Linked DNA regions of Neogale vison: region 1 is linked to region 2. Evidence: chromatin contacts called from public Hi-C data. All regions are on one chromosome and are shown on one strand. Each heading gives the region's core, a stretch centred on a gene start, on an enhancer-like site or on the middle of the called end of the contact. The rest is flanking DNA. Distances are from core to core; before and after follow the strand shown.

Region 1 (4,746 bases), core at 742-3,241, 93 kb after region 2:
GTATTCCTCCCAAATTCATGCCACGTAGACCTCAGCAGGGGACCTTGTTTGGAAATAGGGTCTTTTCTGATGTAGTGAGTTAAGAGGAAGTCATACTAGATTAGTGTGGGCCTACATGAGGACACAGACACAGACAAACAGGCAGCAAGTCCACTTGGGATAGAGGCTGAGTTTGGAGCGATGTGGGTACAAACCAAGGAAAACTGAGGCAGGACAGCAGCCACCGGAGTCTGGAGGGGATGAGGAAGAACTCCTGGTTAGAGCGAGGGAGTGTGGCCCTGCCAGCACTTTGATTCTGGACTCTGAGCCATCGGAAATGTGAGAAAATACATTCGCTATTTGAAGGCCCCCTGGTTTGCACTACTTTGCTCTGACGACTCCAGCAAACAACGGTTTTGGTACCAGGAGTAATTCCTTTACAAATGTATGTCCATTATTTCCATATTTCTATTCCCTGTGTCTTCCATTTCTCCTTGAGCACCTGCATTTCTGTCTTTATTCACGTTTACGCTATTCTGATGTAAAAAATTTTTTTTAGTTCTCAATTTTGGCTTGCCTTGATAGCCCCTCAATAAACTGTTTCTCACTGCCAAACATGTTCTTTTCTCTGCACTATGATGTTCTTTTTTTTTTTTTTTTAGATTTTATTTATGTATTTGACAGACAGAGATCACAAGTAGGCAGAGAGGCAGGCAGAGAGAGAGGAGGAAGCAGGCTCCCTGCTGAGCAGAGAGCCCAAAACGGTGCTCAATCCCAGAACCCTGAGATCATGACCTGAGCCGAAGGCAGAGGCTTTAACCCACTGAGCCACCCAGGCGCCCCCACTATGACGTTCTTAATTATGGTCAGTTAATAGCCCTCTAACATATCAGGTCAGTTAATTGCCCACCTAACATATCAGGTTCTAACTCTGATGGCCGGGTGCTCCAAGCCTTTCTTAATTTGGTTTCTCTCAACTTATCAGACTCCTTCACGTGTTTCCTCCACTCTAGGTAGAGGATCCTAAGTCTCTGCTAATGCTACTTCCCCTTCTTTTGTTTCTGAAAGGCCTGAAAGCGCATGCAGCCCCCTTTCCCCCTTTTGTCCATCTCTATAAAGCCTACTGAGCTTTCAAGACCCAACTTAAGGGCTCTCTCCTCTGCAAAGATTCTCCCATTTTCCTAGGAAGACCTTTGTTTCTTCACTTTCTGAACTCCTTTAATAATACCACCACATTTACAGGTCTTGTTGGTTTGTTGTTGTTGTTGTTTTTTTACCAGTGATTCTGCGATTTATTTTAGCCTCTCTAACTCAACTATAATCTGTTTAATGCCAAAGACTGTGCCTTTACACCTTTACGTCTTCATATTCTTTCTATCCCCTTGTAGGACCGAACATCATGATGGGCACGCGTGAAGATCTCGATACATTCATGTCCACGAATTACAGGGCAGTCATGGGATGTTCAGCAAACATAGCCAGGGATTTCTGTTAGGAGAGAATGTGCTTAATCTATTAAAATTCTCTGAGAGGGTCAGTAAGCATGCGGACATAATTTCTCTAACCTTTTGAAAAGTCTTGACAAAGTTCCACACCAGAGGTTATTTAAAAATAAAAGTGAGTCACGATGAGATTGCGGGGAATGTTTTGTCATGGTTAGGGAACTGGCTTAAGGATCAGAAACATCCTGAACCAACTCCTCTAGTAACGAATTCCACATGCTTACAACTTTCCACCAGAGAAAACTGGCCCTTCTCCGAATGGGGAGGTAAAATAGGGTGGCGGGGCCACCAAATGTTGCACAGCTCAGTTTTATTTAGCATGTTTGGGAAGAGAGCGTTTACAGTGAAATTTTTCTCCGAATTAAAATCCCAAGTCAGAAGAAGGACAACTTGAGAAGACCTTAGGAGGATACATGTCAACAAAGAAGTGACTGATGAGCCTGCATGCTGGCAACGATAAGGGAACGCATTAGGGAAAAGCAACACAAGCTCGTTTTAGGAGGTGATGAGTTCTGAGCTATCCATTACCTCCAAGGAAGGGAACCAAGACACTGGGTTCTCGGGACAGACCAATAACTTGGCATTTCTTTGGCTGTTAAAATATCTGATCAACATTTATTTACAATAAAGGCCAAGAGCTGCCTGGGCAAAGAGCTAAGAAGGTGGCAGCTCTCAATCTTTAGTCTGTTGTTCTCTGAAACTCAGTGGGACCCCAAAGTTGCACATCTGCATCAGGGAAACCGAACAACAATTCAGCAATTGACGGAATGCATCTTCTCTGGTATAAAATGAGTCTTGGACTCTCCTCTCCTCACACCAAGAAATATTGGCACTCTGAATGTATTCTTAATTGATATGGAGGGAATTTTAATACAAGAACAGTTGCCTCGTTGGTGAAACTTAGGAGGAGAGGGGAATGTATACACAATCTGAAAGACATGGTTGGTCTGAAAGAGAGACCTTTATTGCAGGAGTATAACTCTGGTGTCTAGAATCCTCATGAGCAGGTGTACTGAGAGAGGCACAGGGTGCCTGGGACTGCCAGACCCTATGCAAACATGGGACATGGACAGTGGGATTGGGTACTGCCTTAGTGTAGCCTTTGCAGGTGCACATTCTGCAGCTGTAACAAATCTCAAGTCTGGAACCTTCTGCAACAAGTAATCATAGAAGAAGTGAAAATTTCAACCCTGAGGCTTTCATCTCCCCTATAAAAAGGAATTTAAACAGAAAAACCAGTAGGCGAGAAGCTAGTCTTATTTTAGGTATAAGCCCATCTGCTGGCAAAGCCTAGATTAGAACAGTTCAGAGGGAAATCATGATTTCAAATTCAGCAGATAACAGTGACGCAGCTCTTTAGAAACCCAAATATATAAAGTAGAAGTCATGCTAGATTGAGCGCCTAACAATGATGTGCGAGAAGTGTCTTGAAAGGGGAAAGCAGGGCTTTCTTCTCCTGGTTTCTCTCCTTTAAATTTAAAACAAAAACAAAAACAAAAAAACCTGCAAAATGGTCACAGATCTATCTTTTCAGGCAAATTAACAAATTATTTGTTTATAAAAAAAGAGATGAAGGAAGAAAGAAGCTGAATCCATGGTACTGGTGACGAGCACAGTAGAATTGGCCCTTGGTTGGGCCTTAGTGACACAGGGAAACCGAATCACGGTTTGGGAGAGAGAAGACCAGAGCAAGACACAGATGGCAGTGGGGAGGGCAGGAACAACTTGACTTTCAGAATGGCATCCTAAAGGACTTTTTTTTTTCTCTCAAGGGTCATGAGCACATCTTTTAGGAAGGGACAAAACGTTAGAAAGAATGAGTAATCTCTCTAATAGAAACAGATTGCATACTTGTGATCTCTCTCTCTCTGTCAAATAAATAAATAAAAACTTAAAAAAAAAAAAAAAGAAACAGATTGCAACAGGAGTCCATAAATTCCTGAAAATAAGAATGACTTCTTCAATACAAGGACTCTTTAACCTTACAGAGTAACAACACTGTGACAGTCAACACCGGGGGTCAGCCTATTGGACAAGGCTCTGCCCTGGCCTCCATCAAATGGCCCTCTTTGTTGAGAGGGCAGTACCATGCACATAAACATGCCAAGGAAGCCCTCAGAGGCCTCCTGCACCCTTCTCACCTGCCTTCCTCTGTCTCCTCTTCCAGGGGTAGCTCAGCCAGACTTCTCTCACAGCAAGTCACACCGTGCTGGGGTGGACTCATTCCCTGAGAGCTTCTTGAAACTTCAGATTATATTTTGTGTATAATATATGCTATGGTGGGAAAAATAAATTAAAAAAAGATGAAAAAGAGAAAATGTGATATACATGTTTAATGGAATACTATGCGGCCATCAAAAAACAAAATCTTGCCTTTTGCAATGATGTGGTTGGAACTAGAGGGTATGATGCTGAGCGAAATAAGTCAATCAGAGAAAGACAATTATCATATGATCTCCCTGATATGAGGAATCTGAGAAACAAGACAGGATTATAGGGGAAGGGAGGGAAAAACGAAACAAGGTGAAAACAGAGAGGGAGACAAACTATAAGAAATTCTTAATCTCAGGAAACAAACTGAGGGTTGCTGGAGGGGTGGGAGGGTGAGAAGGATGGGGTAGCTGGGTGATGGACACTGGGGAGGGTATGTGCTATGGTGAGTGCTGTGAAGTGTGTAAGACTGATGATTTACAGAAGTGTACCCCTGAAACAAATAATACATTATATGTTAACTAAAAAAAGAATTCCTATTTCTTGTCCAAAGTTTATAAATAAAAACAACATATCGTTTTTAAAAACAAACAATAATAATATAAAGGAACTTGTCTAGTTGATTAAATAATTGAAAGAAATGCCCCAAAGAGATTGGAGACTCTATACAGAGATACCTGAGAGTGAAAGTGTAAAAGTAAATAAATACAAAAACAAATAAGAGGTGGGGCACCTGGGTGGCTCAGTTGTCTAAGCGTCTGCCTTCTGCTCAAGTCATAATCACTGAGTCCTGAAATAGAGCCCCGTGTTGGGCCTCCCTGCTCAGCGTGGAGCCTGCATCACCCTCTCCCTCTGCCCCTCCACCCCCAACTCATGCTCTCTCTTATATGCTCCCTCCTTCTCTCTCTCAAATAAATAAAGAAAATATTTTAAAAATTAAAACAACAACAAAGGGGTGAAATTGGAGCAAAGAGAAAACAGGTTAGGAAAAGTAGGATATATCTAGGTATAATTAGAAATTCTTCAACTTGATTTTGAAGGGTGGATGGTGGTT
Region 2 (4,800 bases), core at 301-2,800:
TTCTCTGCAGAACTCACCAAATTCCCAATGATTTGCACCTTGAAGATCCATTACTCTTAACAACGTGCCTCAGATATGAGCCTGTCTTCTCCGATCTTTTCTAGCTAATACCTACCCATCTTTAGAGTTGCAAAACGAAACCCGAGCTAATGAAACATTTAAATACAATTCAACATAAATGCCTGGGTCAATAAGCTCTGTGAATGTCCCGCCTAACAACTAAAACCTGAACCTCATTACGCTGAAATGACAATCTTATGCTGCACTCAAAACCCGGAACTGCTTCACCCAGTCGTACTTCACACTGAATGACAAAGAGAAAAAGAACAGAACAGAAAAAGAAAAAAGGGGGGGGAAAGTGCTGCTTCCACAGTCATAAAAGCTCCAAATAAAAAGTAAACTCATACTGGGCTACCAACCGTGCTGCAGCTCCATCAGGGATTAACGGTGGAAGTGAGACCTTTTCGATATTAATAGCTCTCAGAGAAGCCCAAGAAATTCCCCAAATCCAGTTCACACGCGTTCTGCGTTCAACATGTAACAGCCATTGCACTCACACCCTTCCAGTTCATGCTCAAATTCTGGTTACCGAAGTATGTATCTGTACAGGAGGGGCAAGCCTGAGCTTTTCAGTTCTCTTTGTCTTGTGATCTGCGGGGCAGTTTCTGCTCTTGGGAAGTGTTAGAGCTGTGGCTGCCAGACAATTCCCCACGATATTTTAGCTCGGGCTTGCCATACTCTTGCTCTCCCTTGCCGGCTCCATATTGCTGGGCAGGTCCCACCAGTCTCGACCCGCGATAAAGCTGGGTTTCCGGGCTGTTGGAGGACCCCATCAAATATGCCTCCAAAAACCTGTCCAGGCCCAGACGGCACTAGACGCCTTTTGGGCCCCAGCGACCAGCCTCCCCGAGGAGCACTTCCCCCACCCCGGAAGAGGAGGAAGGCAAACTTCGGAGGGCGGGGGCTCCCGGCGAGCTCCGGGGACCACCGCCGCCCCACCCGCTCGGAAGAACGGCCGGAGCAGCGACCCTGGTTGCAGCTGGAGGACGCGGGGGAGACTCCGCTCCTTCCCGCTAACTCAAAGGCAACGGTCTGGGCGCTCTCCTCCGGTGGAGGACCCCGGAAAACTGCAGCAAGGCGACAGTAAGGACCCTCAGAAGTGTGCGGTAACCAAGGGGTGGGGACAAGCCCGAGATCGCCTGCAACTCGGGGGACGAACGAGTCCGGCGGCGTGCAGAGCCAGCTCGTTAGAGGACCGGGGAAACGGGAGCTCAGCAGCCGCCGGAGCACGCAGAACGCTGGCCGAGAACCGGCGATGCCGGCGGCTGGCCCGCTTTCCCCCGGCTCGGCTCTGCAGAAGCGGCGGCTGGTGACAGGAAGAGAACGGCGGCAGCCGCGCGCGCACGCACCGCCTCCCCCTCCCGGGCACACACACACCCGGACCCGCTGCCGCCGCCTACCTACCCCGCCGGCCGGCTTCCTTCCTCTGCGGGGCCCAGGCTGCAGCGGCGGCTTCCGACGCGCCTCTGACCCGGCCCCGACCCGCCTGTCGTTCCCGATCCGAGCTCTGCGGCTCCAACCCGCTAGCCCGCCGCCCTCGTCGCGGCCGCTTCCTCCAACTCCGCTCCAGCTGCTCGCGACTCCTCTCCGTCAGCCCGGAGCTCCGGCGCCCAGCCCCGGCCCCGCCTCCGGCCCGGCCCAGCGCGCCCCGCCCCCGAGCCCGAGCCAACCAGCGCGCACGTCTCCGCCCCTCTCCGCTGGCGCCGCGCCCTCCGCCGCTGCCACTCACTGTGCCGGCCTGCGAGCCGGGCGGCCGGAGGGGTGGAGCTCCGGTTCTGCGGACCCTTCCTGCGGCCGGGCTAGCCTTCCGCCCCCGGCCGCGGGGATGCCCCGGACCGCGGGACCGCGCGCCACCTCCGCGGTAGAGCGCTCTGGGTCTGTGCCTGCCCGCGGCATCGCCAGCTGCCGGTGTCTCCGAGACCAGAGACGGTGGGGCTGGGAGAGAGGTGGAGGGCGAGTTCAGACTTAGGGGCTGCGTCTTTAATCAGAGTGTCTGGAGACGAACTCCATCCAGCCTCTTTAGAGCCCTCAGCGCCCTAGCCGAGTGCCAGGAGCGGGGAGGACTCAGATTCCAGGGCTCGTCAAGGCGGGAAGGCCATGCAATTCCCAGCCTCTCCAGCACGGCCTCGGGAGTGGGCGGAAAAACCACGCCACCCGCGTGGCGCCCGGGGGTGAACGAAGGGTGAAAGGGTGAGCCGGAGGGGCTGGTGCCCGCAGGCTGCCGCGAGCTCCAGCAGCCCGGCACCGCTGCCACCAGGAGCCAGGCGGGCCCACGAAAAGGAAAGAGCGTTTAATGAGGAGGGCGCACGCTGACTGATCCCTTCCAGCCTCTACATCACCGAGCAAATGTAGGTCGATCAAGCGGACCATGGCCCCTCTCCTTGCTCAGAGTGTCGGCAGTGGAAGATCTCGTAAATTATACTGTCCCATAAATTCGCTTCCAAATGCAGATTAGCCCACTAACAATCATTACTAAGTTGCTCAAAAAATGTGATGTTGGTTCAGACCTTCCAATGACGGGTAAGATGCACTGCGAGCAACTTGGGTTCTGTCTGCCCTTTACTATTAAGCCCCGTTAAGAGTCCGCTGTTTCGACCTCTTTTTCCAGATTCCTCTTTCAGCAGTTTTGAGATCCGCACCCACCCAGTCTGCTTGCCCTAGAGCACTTTCTTTAGCTCTCTCCCCATTTCCTTGCAAGGATATTCCTTTTTTTTTTTTTTAAACAAGCATTTAAACTTTTGTCAAACTCTGAATTTGGTGCTTATTCCCATGAGTGTTGGAAGTAAAGAACACCGTGAAATGTCTGTCTTGATTATCCTCAGAGAATAAAATCATTTTTAAAGGTGACTCACACTCTAACAGAAGAGTTAGTTCCACTTCAGGTATCAGGTATTGGCCTTTCTATTATTCCAACATGTCTCTTGAAATGGAGGCAGAGAGCTACCCACATGTTTAAGAATCCACTTAATCTGAAAGTTTACCCAAGCGACGTCCTTTCCACCTACTCTATGAAATGGAGGGCCTCATTTATTGTTTGCCTGAGCTTTGTAACTGAAATGAGGTGTCTCATCCTGTGATAGAATTACTTTGACCCAATCCGATAAGCTGAGCTGTAAGTGGTATGATGTTTACAGTATTTCCTTAAGGCTTGGGTCTGAAGAAACCCTACCAGCCATCTCCTCCTTTTTGTACGTGAGGAAATCCTGGAAAGGGACTTAGTATCGTTAGGATGGGGTTCTATTCCCCCCAAACCTAAAACCGCATGAAATCTTTAATTAAGTTTCCTTTTTTAGATGGTTTTCAGCAATTTATGTTATATCTTCTTTCATCTTTTCCATCATACTGGACCACAGAGTTTAGGTCCAAAGAGTATTCCATGGGAGGACAATAGGGCTCTTTTTTGATAAACTAAGTTCAGTCTTTGTTTCATCTGTATTGATACCTGCCCCCCCATCACTAACAATAGCTTTTTTGTTTCCATTTTCCACTGATTTCTATGAATAAAAAGCAACAGAACAGCAGTACCCAGACTGTAAAATAAAGCTTTTTCCTAAATAAAATCTTATAAGCTACATGGTGAGGCCAAGGGGAACCTCTAGGTCTTTGGGCAAGCGTTGTTATTCTCTCCTGGGGAAGTGTTGGAAATGCAAATTCTCTGTCCTTACTGAATCAGAAATGCTGGGGCTGGAGCCTCCCAATGTTTAAGTAAGCCTTGCAAGTTGCCTCACACAAGAGGAGGTTTGAGAGCCTCTGCTCTAGGCCTAGGGCATCTAGGCACACAGACTGAAAACCACCGCAAGGAAATGCTTGAATGGCCACAGAAACACCACCGTCCCATTCAGTAGCAGCCAAACTACTGGCTGCCACGTGGTGCTACCACTACCACCAAGGAGCTCAAAGTGTCTAAGAATGTACAATTTCTTAAAGGGATGTCATATACATTTGGTGACAATGAAGGTGGTTTGAAGTCAGACCTAACAAAGACAAGGACCCCCAAGCAACGTGAAAGGCTTCCAGCAGTCATAGCAAGCTAGGGGTCCTCACTAAAGATGACTGGCAGGATACTTTCTCATTTGCCACCATCACTCCAGCTACTGTAATAATGTGAGGGCTAGAATATAATTCCTTTAGACTCAAAACCCAAGTATGTAGTTTAGGGTTCAAAAACCAAAATATAGGGACACCTGGGTGGCTCAGTTGGTTAAGCGGCTGCCTTCAGCTCAGGTCATGATCCCAGCGTCCTGGAATCAAGTCCCACATGGGGCTCCTTGCTCAGCAGGGAGCCTGCTTCTCCCTCTGCCTCTGCCTGCCATTCTGTCTGCCTGTGCTCGCTCTCTCTCCCTCTCTCTCTCTGATAAATAAATAAACTCTTAAAAAAAAAAGACAGCCAAAATATAGCAAATACAACAAATGCCTTTGAGCCTTATTTCTCAAAGAGAGGTCTGTAAACCAGCAGCACCGGCACCATCTAGGAGGTTCTTAGAGATGAAGCATGCTAGGCACTATCCCAGACCTACTGAATCACAATTTGCATTTTAACAAAACCCCCAGGTGACCGATGTGCAATATACAGGTTGCAAAGCTGTGTCTCAGCAGGGGTCCTCAATTCTGGCTATAGCCCTTGTAATTGCCTGGGAAATGTATATAAATCCTGATGCCTTGTCTGCACCCCAGAGAGAGTATATCAAAACCTCTGTGGGCACAACACAGGCATCCCTCCAGTGTGAAGGTGGGATGAAG

What was found. Hi-C and Micro-C count contacts between places; a contact is called where the count stands out from the background.
Region 1: a contact with region 2 is called in a Hi-C map of fibroblasts, with 4 times the contacts expected there. The contact joins the enhancer-like site here to the promoter of PIK3R1 in region 2. A contact is called at or near these places in 2 of 3 Hi-C or Micro-C datasets (fibroblasts and muscle).

What each region holds. Positions count from the first base shown.
Region 1 is chr1:220,311,725-220,316,470 of ASM_NN_V1, forward strand. No RefSeq gene overlaps it. Among named protein-coding and RNA genes, the nearest start is that of PIK3R1, 94 kb to the left of the region's middle. Within about 2 kb of position 1,992, the one cell type or tissue checked has open chromatin away from gene starts, as enhancers often do. A contact at or near this core is called in fibroblasts, where this site is marked.
Region 2 is chr1:220,218,705-220,223,504 of ASM_NN_V1, forward strand. It overlaps PIK3R1 (phosphatidylinositol 3-kinase regulatory subunit alpha), which reads right to left and starts at 1,551. Exons shown (of 16, transcript XM_044267821.1): 1 at 1,465-1,551. It overlaps LOC122889549 (vegetative cell wall protein gp1-like), which reads left to right and starts at 1,316. Exons shown (of 1, transcript XM_044224830.1): 1 at 1,316-2,029. The coding sequence starts at 1,316. The coding sequence ends at 2,029.